5 separate regions of the Mus musculus genome follow, and regions 1, 2, 3 and 4 are each linked to region 5. The links are chromatin contacts, called in public Hi-C, HiChIP or PLAC-seq and promoter capture Hi-C maps. All regions are on one chromosome and are shown on one strand. The core of a region is the stretch at or near the end of the contact, and the rest is flanking DNA. Distances in the headings are between cores, read along the strand shown.

Evidence for each region. Promoter capture Hi-C pulls out the DNA fragments that hold promoters and counts their contacts. Hi-C and Micro-C count contacts between places; a contact is called where the count stands out from the background. HiChIP or PLAC-seq counts read pairs in DNA pulled down with a chosen protein or histone mark.
Region 1: a contact with region 5 is called in a FOXA1 HiChIP or PLAC-seq map of pancreatic cancer cells. The contact joins the promoter of Efhd2 here to the promoter of Zbtb17 in region 5. A contact is called at or near these places in 3 of 115 datasets of contacts at active chromatin or transcription factors (bone marrow-derived macrophages, memory CD8 T cells and pancreatic cancer cells).
Region 2: a promoter capture Hi-C map of liver shows a contact between it and region 5, with 2.7 times the contacts expected there. The contact joins the promoter of Fbxo42 here to the promoter of Zbtb17 in region 5. A contact is called at or near these places in 2 of 39 promoter capture datasets (hippocampal neurons and liver), 4 of 484 Hi-C or Micro-C datasets (CD4 T cells, CD8 T cells and regulatory T cells), 6 of 115 datasets of contacts at active chromatin or transcription factors (effector CD8 T cells, embryonic stem cells, memory CD8 T cells and 2 more) and 2 of 9 other capture datasets (adipose tissue and pancreatic islet).
Region 3: a Hi-C map of erythroblasts shows a contact between it and region 5, with 4 times the contacts expected there. The contact joins the enhancer-like site here to the promoter of Zbtb17 in region 5. A contact is called at or near these places in 2 of 39 promoter capture datasets (embryonic stem cells and hematopoietic stem and progenitor cells), 1 of 484 Hi-C or Micro-C datasets (erythroblasts) and 1 of 9 other capture datasets (pancreatic islet).
Region 4: a contact with region 5 is called in a promoter capture Hi-C map of liver, with 2.5 times the contacts expected there. The contact joins the promoter of Ddi2 here to the promoter of Zbtb17 in region 5. A contact is called at or near these places in 3 of 39 promoter capture datasets (liver, macrophages and pre-B cells), 2 of 484 Hi-C or Micro-C datasets (CD4 T cells and regulatory T cells), 7 of 115 datasets of contacts at active chromatin or transcription factors (bone marrow-derived macrophages, effector CD8 T cells, embryonic midbrain and 3 more) and 3 of 9 other capture datasets (adipose tissue, liver and pancreatic islet).

What each region holds. Positions count from the first base shown.
Region 1 is chr4:141,873,567-141,876,266 of GRCm38.p6, forward strand. It overlaps Efhd2 (EF hand domain containing 2), which reads right to left and starts at 1,354. Exons shown (of 4, transcript NM_025994.3): 1 at 994-1,354. The coding sequence starts at 1,301.
Region 2 is chr4:141,146,599-141,149,298 of GRCm38.p6, forward strand. Fbxo42 (F-box protein 42) reads left to right here and starts at 1,324. Exons shown (of 10, transcript NM_172518.3): 1 at 1,324-1,581.
Region 3 is chr4:141,757,958-141,760,657 of GRCm38.p6, forward strand. Agmat (agmatine ureohydrolase (agmatinase)) reads left to right here. Exons shown (of 7, transcript NM_001081408.1): 6 at 382-466; 7 at 1,041-1,306. The coding sequence ends at 1,114. Among named protein-coding and RNA genes, the nearest start is that of Agmat, 13 kb to the left of the region's middle. Within about 2 kb of position 1,429, at least 9 of the 459 cell types and tissues checked have an H3K27ac peak or open chromatin away from gene starts, as enhancers often do. A contact at or near this core is called in erythroblasts, where this site is marked.
Region 4 is chr4:141,722,055-141,724,754 of GRCm38.p6, forward strand. Ddi2 (DNA-damage inducible protein 2) reads right to left here and starts at 1,365. Exons shown (of 10, transcript NM_001017966.2): 1 at 1,003-1,365. The coding sequence starts at 1,140.
Region 5 is chr4:141,443,262-141,445,961 of GRCm38.p6, forward strand. It overlaps Zbtb17 (zinc finger and BTB domain containing 17), which reads left to right and starts at 1,412. Exons shown (of 16, transcript NM_009541.2): 1 at 1,412-1,541. It overlaps Gm42337, which reads right to left. Exons shown (of 4, transcript XM_030253993.1): 3 at 1,332-1,922; 4 at 725-1,043. The coding sequence ends at 976.

The sequences.
Region 1 (2,700 bases), core at 104-2,603, 430 kb after region 5:
TCCAGGGATTGTCTGGGAAGGGAGGAACTGTCACTGGGGAAGAGGGCTGCCTTCTGATAAAGGGCAGGGGAGTCACCACTGCACAACCACGGAGTGAAGGGGTTCGAGGTGGGGGGGCGGGGTAATGGGGGAGAAGGGAGGGAGGGGAGGAAGGTGGACTCACAGTGTATGAAGAGGGGCTAAGTCCCAGGGGACTCTGTCCTGATGATAGGGGAGTTACATGTTTGTAGACTGGGGGACAGGGACAGAGGAGCCCTTCCCTAGCAAGACCGCACAGTGTTAAGGAAATGGAACCTGGTCAACAGGGTGGGCGGGAATGGAAAGGCCTGAAGAGTTTTCACCCACAGTAAGTAAACATAGTATAGCTGAGGGTGTGTGTGTGTGTGTGTGTGTGTGTGTGTGTGTGTTGGGGGGAGGGGGTTGTGGACCCAACCTAGTAGGAGAGAGTCCATAACTAAGCAGAAGAAATTAAAGGACCCAGTAAAAGGCACAAGTCTGGCATGGGTGCCGGGGGGAATGTCCCCTTAAGAGGCAGTAGGGTTGCCTTATTGCGGTGGGGGTAGGGAGTCCAGTAGTTAGGACGGAGCGGAAGGGAAGCCACCGGCCCTTTCTCCCTTTCTCGATATGTTTGGGTGTAGGGTGGTGGGTGCAGTAACATTAACAGTGGGAAGGAGGTCGGTACCCTGTGTGGTGGTAGTGACTCGCTGGGGACCTGCGATTATCTGGAAGGAACCTCAGGGAGCCCCCAATCCGCGTGGGCTATTCCGAGGGCAGTATCACCAGGAGGAGGGGTCACATGTCAGGAACGGGAGCTCCCCAGATCCACTTGCGTGCTGGGGTGGTGGGTCTGGAAGCCTCGTGGCTCTTTAGAAAAGCAGCAGAGTTCCCCACCCTGGTGAGACGGGGTTCTGGGGGAATCTAATTGGGGATACGGGAGGTTAGGGCCCGAGGCCGGGTCTAGGGTGGTGGGGAACCGGGTGCAGGGGCACTTACTGCTTGAACATCTTCTCCATGTCTTTGATCTGCTTCCTGGAGAACTCCTTGAACTCGGTGTAGGGGTTGAAGACGCGGCGGCTGGGCGACTGTGGCTCGCCGATGCCCTGGTTGAGGTCCGCGCGCCGCAGCAGCTTGGCGCTCAGCTCGTCGTCCGCGCTGCCCAACGCCTGGGCAGTCTCGTCGGGAGCCTCGGCCGCCGCCGCCGCCGCCGCCCCGTTGAGCCCCGGCTGCTCCGTCGCCTCGCCGCCTTCGCCCTCCATCTGCAGCCTCCGGCTCAGCTTGCTGGCCAACTCGTCCGTGGCCATGGTGGCCCGCGCAGCGCTGCCTCGGCCGGGCCCCTGCTCTGCGCCGCGCTCCCGGCCGCGCTCTTCCTCTTCCTGACACTCCCCGCCGCCAGGCGCCGCCCTGAAGGTGGGACTTAGGGGACCGCCCGCCCCCGGGCTGGCTCCCGCCGCCTTTGCCGCGTGCCGGGTCCTTCTCTATCCCCGGAGGGGGGTAGGGGGGTCAAGTGCATTCCGCTCCCCAGCTCCTCATCATCGTTCCCCTCCCTCCCCCACAGTGAAAAACCATCAACTTCTCTCTGATGACCTCTGGGTGACGCTGAGTCCCAGGAGCCCTCTGGAAGGAACCTGGGAAGGGGGTGTCCCAACCCTTCGGGAGGGAAGAGGGTCCGCTCGCAGGAGGTGGCTGTGTGTTCAGGGACTGGAGAGGGGCGCGGCTCTCAACCCGTTCTCTGAAAGGGGTTTGTGTCTCTGACACCCTGTCGGTTGCCATGGAGACCACTGGTAGTGAACCGCTGGGCGTTCTTGATAAGGTGGCAGGAATCTGAAGAAGGTGGACCCTAGCACTGGAGCCCAGTTGAGACTGTCTCCAGGGCTATCATGACTGGCGTCATTCAAAAGTGGGGTAGCTGCTATGAGGGAGATGGCACCCTACCAGTTCTCAAGGTCCCCAAAGAACTGGGAAAGGGGAAGGGGGTCGTCCTGTTACACGATGATTCAGCACAATAGCTGCCTGATCCGGCGGATGCCTGGGACTCTCCACCTCAGAGGGATTTCAGAGAGATCTCCATGTTGCCTCTTTGATGGGGATCCCAGAGGGGTGACCTCCTCCCCAAAGCGTCAGGAATGGGGGGAGCTGGAAAGGAGGAGCTCAGAGAGAATTTGTCTCTGTCATCTAGTCTGTCACTTCAAGAACAGCAAAGCTGGTCTGAAGAGAAGGCTCAGTTATTAAGAGTGGTTATTGCTCTTGTGGAGGACTGACATCCTAGCATCCGTGTAGGGTCCGGGTAGAGAGGGGCAAGTCACGAAAGGCCTGTAACTCCAGCACCAGGGATCCTAGACCCTCTTCTGGCCTGCTTATGCATCTGCACTCATGAGCATATATACCCCTCCCCCACACACACAGACTTAAAACTAAAGTAAATCTCTGGCCAGTCTCTGAGTTCAGTCAGCCTGGTCTACATCCAGGATAGCCAGGGCTCTATAGTAAGACTCCCTCCTTGATAGATGATAGATAATAGATAGACAGATAACAAACTCTGTTTGTTTGTTTGTTTTTCTTTTGGGGGTTTTGTTTTTTGAGACAGGGTTTCTCTGTGTAGCCCTGGCTGTCCTGGAACTCACTCTGTAGACCAGGCTGACCTCGAACTCAAGAAATCCGCCAGCTTCTGCCTCCCAAGTGCTGGGATTAAAGGCGTGCACT
Region 2 (2,700 bases), core at 74-2,573, 300 kb before region 5:
CCAGGTTCAATCCCTAGCACCCACATGGCGGTGGTAGGGTCACAACTGCCTATAATTCCAGTTCCAGGGGATCTGACACCCTCTACTAGCCTCTAAGGGCACCCACACACGTGGTGCACAAGATATGCTCAGGCACACGCAATATTTACTGTATGTATGTTCACAAGTGTCATTGTTTGAGAATGAAGATCAGGGTGGAAACTGTGGGAGTTGGCATTGGTTTTCTCCCTCCATCATGTAGGTTCTAGGCATTGAACTCGGGTCTTCAAGCTTGGGGGAAGCACCCTTACCTGCTGAGCCATTTTGCAAGCCAAGACTTCTTTCTCTTTTTCTTTGAGACAGGGTCTCATTATGTAGACCATGCTGGCCTTGAACTCAGAAATCTACTTACCTCTGCTTCCCAAGTGCTGGGATTAATAGTCAACCACCATGCCAGGGCAATGGAATTTCTTAGTTTCTCACTTACTGCGTGCCAGAGTTTTTTCTAATGTTTATATGAGGAACATAAATGTTTTTTTTAGATTGAGGTTCCTCAAAGTAGATTCAAACTCCTGGATCAAGCAATTCTCGCCCTTAAACCTCCTGCATAACTGGACTTAAAGGAGTGTCACCAAGCCTCGTGGTACTTTTGACCTAGTACCACGTCTCACGGGCTATACAAGCCTAGGTCTACTTTATCCCAGGGCTATTCGCTTGATGTCTCAGAATGCTCCAATTGCACAAGAGCTTGAGCTCTCTATGTCTGGCATTTCCTTAAACCACATCTGCAGGGATGGGTTCTAGAAGGTTCTCACCTACACACAGCTTTCTTGAAGTGAGACTCTTTTGTGGGAGCGGGACCCCACTCCTCGGTGATGGCCACACTGGGAAGCACAGAGAAACACACAGGCTTGTTTCCTCCCAGGCTCCGCTCTACACCGGGAGTTTTGAGACTGGGTTTCCTCTTTTTTTTTTTTTTTTTTAAAGTTGGTAGCAACATAGCTGCTGCTACAGTTTCCAGAGGCTCCAACGCCGGGAGCTTCCTCTCCCTGGGGATATCTAAAAGGCACTTCCGTTCCCCATTGCCCTTTCTCTACGCTCAACCCGTGGGTACCTGGGGGCACAAGTGCCTTAATCTAAGTCTGCACTATCAAACAATCGGAAAAACAGCTCAGATACCAGCGCTCAGCCGCGCCGATCCTGATAAGAGTCCTAGAAAGCTCCGCGCCCTCGGCCCTTCTCAATATGGCGCCGCCCAGCGGCCGCCGCGCGGAAGGCCGGTCACGCTGACGTGTGTGCGCGCGCGCGCGCTTCCTCCGCGCCCCGCCTCAGCGCATGCGCACTGCGCGCTGTCGTCTCCCGGTCTGAGCAGCAGCGGCGGTGGCATCAGGGACGGCGGCGGCGGCGGTGGTAGCCGCGGCGGCGTTTGAGTGGAGGAAGATGGCGGCTCCGGGCGACCCCGGGTTCCGCCAGCGGTGAAGATCCCCCGAGCACAGCAAGCACCGGCCTGAGGCAGAGCGGCTGTGCTCTGGCCCCGGCCCTGGCTCCTTCGCCACCGTCGCCGGAGACGCGAAACCGAGAGCGCGGAGCGGTCTGGGCCAGGTGAGGCCTCTCCCGGTGCGGGGCCGCGGCCAGGCGCCGACGCCTCTTGCGCTTCATGCCCGGGGACCCCGGGGCACCCCGAGTCCGGCGCGGGCCCCGTGTCCTGCGCGGGCGTGGGTCTTGGCGGGCCTGGGGTCTTGCTGTCGTCATCCTCGGCTTCCCAGGCTAAGGTGGGGACGTGCGCCCCTTTGCAGCCAGCTCTCGGGATGGGCGCAGACCTGTGCCCTCTCCTCAGCAGGGTGGTCCGGGTCCTCCTCCAGGCCGGGAAAGGATGCGCGGTCAGGGGGTGGAGAATGGCTTTCGGGGTGTCATGGAGCCTCACCCCGCCCCCTGAAACCCTGAAGTCCTCGGTGAAGAGCGGGAGCCCGCTTGCTGCCCTCCTGAATTGGGGCTGCGGCGAGGGGGCCGGCGGGCGTCTCAGAAGCTGCAGCTGCCCAAGAGATGATTTTTTTGGGGAATCGGCTGACGAAATAAAACACAAGCAGTTCCTTCCCTGACCCCTAGCCGTCTGAGTGTTCTCTTAGTGGGAACTGCAGCTCTCCTGGCTGGAGACAGCAGTCCACGTTGTGACTGAAGAAGGCTTGCCCCGGTGAGAATTGTCCGTGGAGGGTGGCAACGAGTTTGTAAATCAAGAAAACCACAATTAGGTGAGAGAGCCTGGTAGCTTCAGCTGAGAAAACTTGAGATGCTGGAGTTGGTTGGAAACCTTTGGAATAAGCCGGTTGCTTTGTCTGTTGGATCCTCGGAGTTTTAGTAGGAAAAGCCATGTTTCGTTTCTCAGTTGCCAAAGCGTTTGGACTTTACAGTGGCAGCGTTCCGATGGATCTAAGATACAGAACCAGACAGACACATTACTGGGTTTCACTTGCCGGAGGCAACACTCGATTATTTTTGTTATTTATTTATTTTTCTCGGAACTTTTTTGTTGTTGTTTAAGTGGTAGTAATTGAGAGTCTTTAGTTTCATTTCTTTAGGGTAGAGAAGATGTTTGATGCCGGGTGGCCTTTTCATGGAGCAAGAATGGCTTCACATGGATTTGTGCTGTTGTGAATTGTCGGGGCCATCTCTTTTGCTTGGACACACCAAACGTCTTTTGTAACACATCGGGTTTTGCTTGTG
Region 3 (2,700 bases), core at 179-2,678, 310 kb after region 5:
TTTCCTGAAAATTGCCTGTCTCAAGGATCTTTTTTTGTTTTTTTCGAGACAGGGTCTCTCTGTATAGCCCTGGCTGTCCTGGAACTCACTTTGTAGACCAGGCTGGTCTCGAACTCAAAAATTCACCTGCCTCTGCCTCCTGAGTGCTGGGATTAAAGGCGTGTGCCACCACACCCAGCCTGTCTCAAGGATCTTGACATAAGACATTGCCTGGTTTGACTCCACTATCACACCCCAGAGCCCCTAGTAGAGAGGGGCTGTGTGCTGTGAATTGTGTACCTTAAACAGCATCGAGGCTGTAGCCAGCACCCGCCTAGGCCAAGGATGGGTATCTGGGCCTCTATTTTCACTGGAAATGACTGTCACATTTACCTTGGACAGGCTCTGGAGATCATCCGGGGCTGCCAAGGCCTGAATGTGGTGGGCTGCGATCTTGTGGAAGTCTCCCCGCCGTATGATCTCTCTGGTGAGTGAGGGGAAAGAATGATCCATGGGGTAGCTGTGAGCTTACATTAGATCCATCTAATGAGGTAGGCCTCCATGTTCACCTCGGGGACCCCGTGGAGAAGATCCAGCAGCGAAGAGAGAAGCCTGCCCCCACAAACCCGACAGGCACGAGCTAATGCAAGGAACAAAACCCCTGGGAGGAGCCAGCTGTTGCTGGTTAGTGACAGGGAGGCTCAGTGGCATCGCCTCTGATGTTTCATTGAGAAATGAATTTGCAAAGCATGCTTTGCTGTGAAGTAGGGGGTTGCTTTAGCTGACACCTGGGAAAAGGAGATGTCACCCCTATAATTCTAACTGGAAGAAAGAAGAAAGCTTCCAGTTAGGCCGAGGGTGGGCCCTGAGCAGCCATTAGTATCAAAGGTCCCTCAGGATTCTCCTACAGTCTCCAAAAGATGCTCGGTAGGGACTGAAGGCATGTTCACAGGCAGGTGGCATCCCGAGTGCAGAAGCCAGGGCTCTGGGAAGGCTAGAGTCCTTGGAGAGTGGCTTTGGGGAGGCGTGTGCCAGCTTCATAGCCTTTCTCTCCCTCTTAGGTAACACAGCCCTCCTAGCAGCTAACCTGCTGTTTGAGATGCTGTGTGCTCTCCCCAAAGTGACAACTGTCTGAGTCTGTGTTCCTGAAGACAAAACAGACTATGTCATGACAGAGCCTCAAGGACTTGTGAGCCAGCAGTGCAAGGACCAAAGAAAGCTTTCTGTGAAATGTCACCACTGGCTGCAAACAAGGACAACTGGGACACTAACCCAAACAGCTCGTGTCTCCTTCCTTCCCTCCTAACATTAAAGCATTTCATTTTTATGTGTGCCTGTGGAGTTCAGAAGGGGGTGTGGGATTAATCCTCACGAGCTGGAGAGTTAAGATAGCAGTGAGCCACCACTGCATGCTGGGAGCTGGATCTGCATCCTCTGTAATAGTAAGTGCTCTTAACTGATAGCCATCATCTTTCCACCCAAGCTCGTTCTGCGAGACAAGAGTTCCCCTGTGTAGCCCTGGCTGTCCTGGAACTCACTCTGTAGACCAGGCTGGCCTCAAACTCAAGAGATCCACCTGCCTCTGCCTCTGAGTGCTGGGATTAAAGGCGTGCACCACCACTGCATGGCTAAAGTTCACATTCCTAAGGAGAAATGCAGCAGCCCCCGGTCTGGTGATGCACCTTGGCACACACCTGTAGTCCCAACACTTGGGAGGCTGAGGCAGGAGGACTGTTACAAATTTGAGCCTAACTAGGGTTATATAGCAAGAATGCCAGACTCAGGAAACCAGAACCCGTCATCTGGCCAGTCTCTACTGCTTTAACTTTGTTCCCTTTCATAGAAGGTGGAGGAAACAGGAGAAGGAGACAAGTCAACTGGAAAGGCCCGAGAAGTAGCGCAGGGCAGGCATTCCGTCTCCACAGCATCTGTCTCTACAGTGGAATACCGAGGCAGGGGAGTTCATGTGTGTCTGAGGCTAACCTGATTGAGAGCGTAAGACCCATTACTACCCTTCACCTCAAACAAGACTAGGGGTAAAAACTAAACCAGATGCTGCCAGCTTGCTCTGAGAGAACTCTTAACTCTCTCTGTATACCTCGGGTTTGCATTATCTGCCCTTCAGGTTGACAGCCCCTCTATGCCTGCCATCTCCCGTGCCTGCTCTGACAGAAAGCACTATTGAGTGTCATACAACTCTAATAATGTATCCATGAATCACCTTGCAATTCCAGAGGTGCCCCAGAGCCATCACACATTAAAATAGTTTATTTGTTTCCAGTCCGTAATATTCTTAAAACAAAATAACATTAGCTTTAGTGCCTGTTCACAATACAAAACCAAACCAAACAAAACTGAAAAGGAAAAACATAAAACATAAAAGACACAATTTGTCAAATAAATTATTTGTTCTTAGTAGTATCAAAAGTGCAAAATAGCCACCTTCCTCTCAGATCTGCCTCCAGGTACAGCTATCCTTTCTAACAATGGCAGCAGATTCTGTCCCGCCGTTGTTTTCAAGGGCACGTGGACACGTGGACACAGCTGACATTTCATCCGCATCCTCTTCTTAACAACGATTTACCTGTTTACTTAGTTACGGTGCTAGGACTGAAGACCACGGAGCCTCCCCAAGCACTACACAAGCACTCTCACGCCCCGCCCCAGTCTGGGATCATTTGTCTTATAGCCCAAGCTGGTCTCACCTGCTCATGCTAAGGA
Region 4 (2,700 bases), core at 115-2,614, 280 kb after region 5:
GTGACACCTCCTTCCCTAAAATAGATCCTTCCAGAAAGAGCTGCATGCCAAGGTTCTAAAGTTCACATTGTGTGAAGGAATGGTACTTCTGAACACAATATTGACACGCAGAGTTTACCGTAAGTCAGGACAGAACAGGCAGTCGTTGGGCAACAGTTTTTGGAACTATTTCATAATTGCAGAAGGAAATCAAGATTTACATTCTGGGGCCTTGGGAGCTGTCTATAATTTTCTGGTGTTTAGACTACACCCAGCGGGGGCCACTTTGGTTAGAATCTTAAGGGATTTAGTGCAAAGGTTACAAAATAGTCCACCTATTGTTTGATGAAGTCTACTAAGGACACCAAAGCATTTTGAGAATATATTTTCTTGTTAAAACATGAGAAGGCTGAACTCCTGGCCGCCGAATCCCTCGGGGGTCTTCAGACAGTAGGCCATTTTCAAGCTAATATCCTTCGAAAGCACTGAGCTTTGAACTGACCCAACTAAACTGGGCCCAGAAAGGAGGAGGGCTTTGGCCTGAGAGAAGCAGACAGACTGAGTTAACCTAACCATTACTTTAATTAATATATGACATATATATATGTGTGTGTGTGTATACATATATAATAAATTAACCAAAAATGTATGCATTTCCAGAGACGTCAATGGCAGAGTGAGTCTCAAACTTTTTCCCCTCACTTTCAACCGCAAATCTGCATTCTCCCAGGTAGTAAACTGCGCATATTGGAGCGGTCCAAATAAGCGAACCCCAGGCAGGCGTCGTTCTCCCAGTGATCCAAACTGGTATTTCTGGTCGGAAAGTCAGGAGATCCCGGATGAGGACCCAGGCTCCCGAAGGCCAGAAGGTGGGGAGGGCTGCCCGCCCGCGCACGTGCCCCTCTAGCTGCAGTGGGTGCATCCACGGGCGGCTGCAGGACTCGGCCCCCGCCGGCCCCCAGCTCCCCCCGCCCCCGGCCACAGCGGCCGGAGGCCCCCGCTCGCTGCCGCACCCCGGCGTACCTGGCTCTCGGCGGCGGGGATGCCGGACTCGAGCTCGCACAGCGCGCGGAAGTTGTGCAGCTCGAAGTCGGCGTCGACCTGGAGGGAAAAGGTCACCTCGGAGAGGTCCCTCCGCACACAGTACACGGTGAGCAGCATGGCCCGGGCCCGACCCGGCTCGACTCGGCCCGGCCTGGGCGCTGGGCGGAAGGCAGTCGGCGGCTGGGGAGACCTGGCGGCAGCGGCGGGAGGGCGACGGGCGCGGGCTGCTCGCTCGCTCGCTCGCTCGCTCCTTTCCTCCCTCACACGCGCGCAATGACTCACTCGCTCCCGCCCTCGGCAGCCAGCGCGGCCGCCGCCACCCGCCTGCGACGCCGTCTGCCTGCCTGCCGGCCTGCCTCCCACCGCTGCCGTCAAGCTCGCGGGCCGCCCGCCCGGCGCCCCGCCCCGTCGCAACGCCACGGCCGTAAAGCGCGCCAGGCTGCCGGCAGCCTTCGCGACGCTAGGCTGTGGGGCAGGGCGGGGCTGGGGAGACTGGAGGGAGGAATGGGGATGCGGGGTGGGGGAACCCCACGATTTAATGCTTGAGCTCCGGAGTATTCCAGGATCCCAGTCCCAGTTAGTCATCCAACGGGGACCTACTGTGCGAATGGCGTGTGCATAAAAATGGTTGAAAGACAAATTAAGCACATCTTTCTAAAACAGAGTTTTCGTAATGGAAGTTGTCATTTCAGTAATATTAACTCGGTTTCGACTTGGTAATGAATGTAGGACGAAAATCCAGATCCTTTGCTGTGCTCGAGGCCCATCCCAGCCTGCGGGCTGGCATGGCTGCGCTGGCAGCCACACACACACAGCACAGTTCTTAGTTAACTCACTCTCAGACTGCATCCAGCACTGGACGTTTACTGGGTACGGTTTAGAATTTACTCCGTATACTGGGACTGGTAGCGCAAACCTGTAATCCCAGCTACTCAGGAGGGTGAACAGAAGGCTGGCAAATTCCAAGCCTGCCTGGATCATAAGTGTTCCAGTCTGAACAATTTACTTTAATGGTATAGATAAAATACCTTGTTGACATCTTGCCTACCAGGACCAAGCTCAACCTCAGCAGGACAAAAAGACAGTACTTGGGAAACAGTCGTTATTTTAGTGGCCACTCAATTCATAAGAAGATGTAGATACCAAGAATGGTAAAAATCCGAAAACATCTCCCGGGCCCACTAGGGTGGTCCACATTTGTAATCCCAGCACTCAGGAGTGTTTGGTTTCCAGTCCTGGATTAGGGGCTGAGGTATGCATTGTACAAATCAAAGGCTCAAGGTTCTCCTGACATCCCTCTGTCCCTACCTGGCAGGGACTCAGCTGCCCTTCCCCCAGAGACTCTTCTGCATTTAATACAGATATCATATCATATATGATATCATTGGTCTCTCTCTCCCCCCCACCCCCATTCTCTTTCTTTCTTTCTCTCTTTCTCTCTTTCTTTCTTTCTTTCTTTCTTTCTTTCTTTCTTTCTTTCTTTCTTTCTTTTCCCTCTTCTCCTTTCCCTTCCCATGGCGACTAATATGGCTTCCTTCCTCTCCTTCCTTGGGACCAGTGAATTCGTCCTCCTGACAGAAGCTTCCCAACCCAACAAACCCGCATTTACGACGAGCTAATCTGTCTTGAATTGGTTCATTTCACCATCATCCAGGAGCAGAGACTGCAGGATCACTA
Region 5 (2,700 bases), core at 162-2,661:
GCTGCCTGTCTCTAGCCTCCAAGTGCTGGGATTAAGGTGTGCATCACACTCAGCTAAGTCTTTGTTCTTTGAAGAGTTTTCAGTGAAATTATAAATAACAGTTAATATTCTGCAGTCCTGGCATAGTAATTAAATACAAACCCACCCTGGCTGCCAGCCCTGACCTTCTTCATGCCCTTCCCATATCACTTCCTCCCTGGGAATGGAGCCTGCATTCTCAGTCATGCTAGGCTAGTATTTTACCACTGACCTACATCTTTAGTTCTAATCTAATTTCCAACCTTCAGGACACTGAAGCCTGAGGTTTCCATACGATAGGTTGACTGGCCAATAAATCCCTGGGATTACAGAATGCACCACTCCTAGATTTTATTACTATTATTTATTTAATGTTTACTTAAATTCTATGAGTATTTTGCCTGCATGCTTGTATGTATGTCTAATTCCTGCAAATAGCAGAAGGCATCAGATCTCTTGAAATTGGAGTCACCATGTGGGTGCCGGGAATCGAAGCCAAGTTCTCTACAAGAGCAAAAGTGTCCTTAACCTCTGAGCTATCTCTCCTGCCAGCCCCCTGGCTTTTACCGTGGTTTTCAAGATAGAGCTTGTGTAGCAAGCAAGCACTTGTGCCACTGACCTGGCCCGCGGGTCAGTAAACAGGGTCTGAGAGAGAGAGAGTGGGGACAGGGGCAAGAGACGCGAAGAATGGAGACAAGACAGGCTATCTGATCAAATCTCATTTATTGGAAGGCAACTATGGGTATATATGCACTTGCTGGGAGTATGGCAGGAGATACTTAACCACAAATCCAGGATATGTAAGAGAAAAACAAGATGTTATCAGAGTGTGTTCAGCTGTGGTGGGCTTCTTGCAAAAACATCATGGTAGGAAAACAAGTCTCTTGTCAGGGTGGAAAAGTACCAACTTGTAAGTAAATAGCCCGAGATGGCTGCAGAGATGACAGCCGCTTTCTGCTAGGAGTCGGCTCCCAACAGGCCACTGAGTAATTTATTTACCCAGTCCGAGTTGCTGGGTTTGATCCCTAATACAACAAACAAACAAATAAATAAAATTACCAAAACCATAAAGGGAGTCACAAGTAGGTCCACATCTTTCCTTTGTCACAAAGATGTTTGAGTAATCCTTTTGCACCTAAGTTTTCACTCCTCCCAAAGAGAGGAGAAAGAACTCGGTTGTATCGTGTGAGCAATGAGACAATAAACAGTAAAGAGCTTAACACAGAGTCCGGTGCACAGCAAGTGTCCCGGCAGCTCTCTGTGGAGCCGGAAAACAAGGGTTAAAAGAGGTCCAACTCCAGAAGAGCACTAACTTTCGGCTGGCACGGCGCATGCGCCTGCCGGCGGTCGCGCACCTCGGACGAGCGCTGCGCCAGCGACGGAAGTCCCAGCCGGGAAGCCAGCGAGGTCGGTTCCGCCCGGTTCTAACATGGCGGCGCCCTTTGTCTGCTGTGAAGCGCTGCCCCCGGCCTTCTCGCGGCCGTGATGCACCTCCATCTGTGGTGGGGTTCGGGACATGGCAGGTGAGGCCCGGGCGGCGCCAGCGGTCCGGAAGTCCCGGGAGGCGGGACCCGAGGCGGCCGGGGACCGGGGCCACGGGACGCCGGGACGGTTGTGTGGGGGAGGGGAGGCCCGGGCGGAGGGCGCCGCGGGGCCCCGGGGCGGCGGGAGCGGCCCGGAGGGGTGGCCATGCACCCGCGCGGCCGACGGGGCGCGAGTCGCCTCCCGGGCTGGGTGACACCGCGGCTGGTGGCATCTCCGCCCCCGCCGCCGGGCTGTCACCGCCCCCTGACCCCGCGCGCCGGCTGCGGCGGGTGGGCGTGCTGCGGCCGCGTGGGGGCGAAGTGCGGGGCGGCGCGGGGCTGGTGGGGGCGACCTGGATGTGTCCCGGACCGGGAGCCGCACTGACCTCCCGTCACAGACCGTTCATTCATTCACTCGTCATCCATCCCACCATCCCTCCATCCCGTTTCCCTCGTTTCTCTCCGCCCCTGACAGATCTGAGGACAGAGCAGAAGTGCGGGCGGACTGGGTCCCCGAGTGCGACTAGGGTTCTCAGCTCCAAGCGGAGACTCTCTCCACCCCAGTATCCTCATCCTTAAAATGGGGTTATAATAAAATCTGTCTTCTGAGATGTGTGAGGGGTTACGTGGTATGTTGTCCAGGGCCTAGCATGGCCAGTTAAGAGCGTGAACGCGTGGAAAGTCCCTTGCTGCTGTTAAGTGTCATCACCGGCATCAGCGTTCAGAGCTCAGAGACTCACGTGGGAGAGAGAAACGGGCTTTCCAGATGTCAGTGCGCTGCAGGAAGGGAGCCTGACTTGGGAAACCGTACACAGTTTAGGTGAACCTAGGGAGTCCCCGTGTTTCAGAAAGCTGAGCCGAAAGGTTCCACGGGGGAGTGAGGCAGAAGGACAAGGGCATCCTAAGTTGAAGGTGTTGTCTGTACGAATGTTCAAGCTCCTCTTCCTCCGTCAGAGGTGGGTGGTAAAGTCAGCAGGCTCAGCTGAAGTCTTTGGGGATGCTGCAAACCCAGTTCAGCACTTTAACTTTTAGGTTAATGGGAAGGCATTTAAGAAGCCGGTTTGTGGACCAGAAAGATCACAGGTTGAGGCAGGCTGAAGAGGCATAAAGGAGTGGGCCTGAAATCAGTTAGAGATTGCTAGATGCTGGGTGGTGGTGG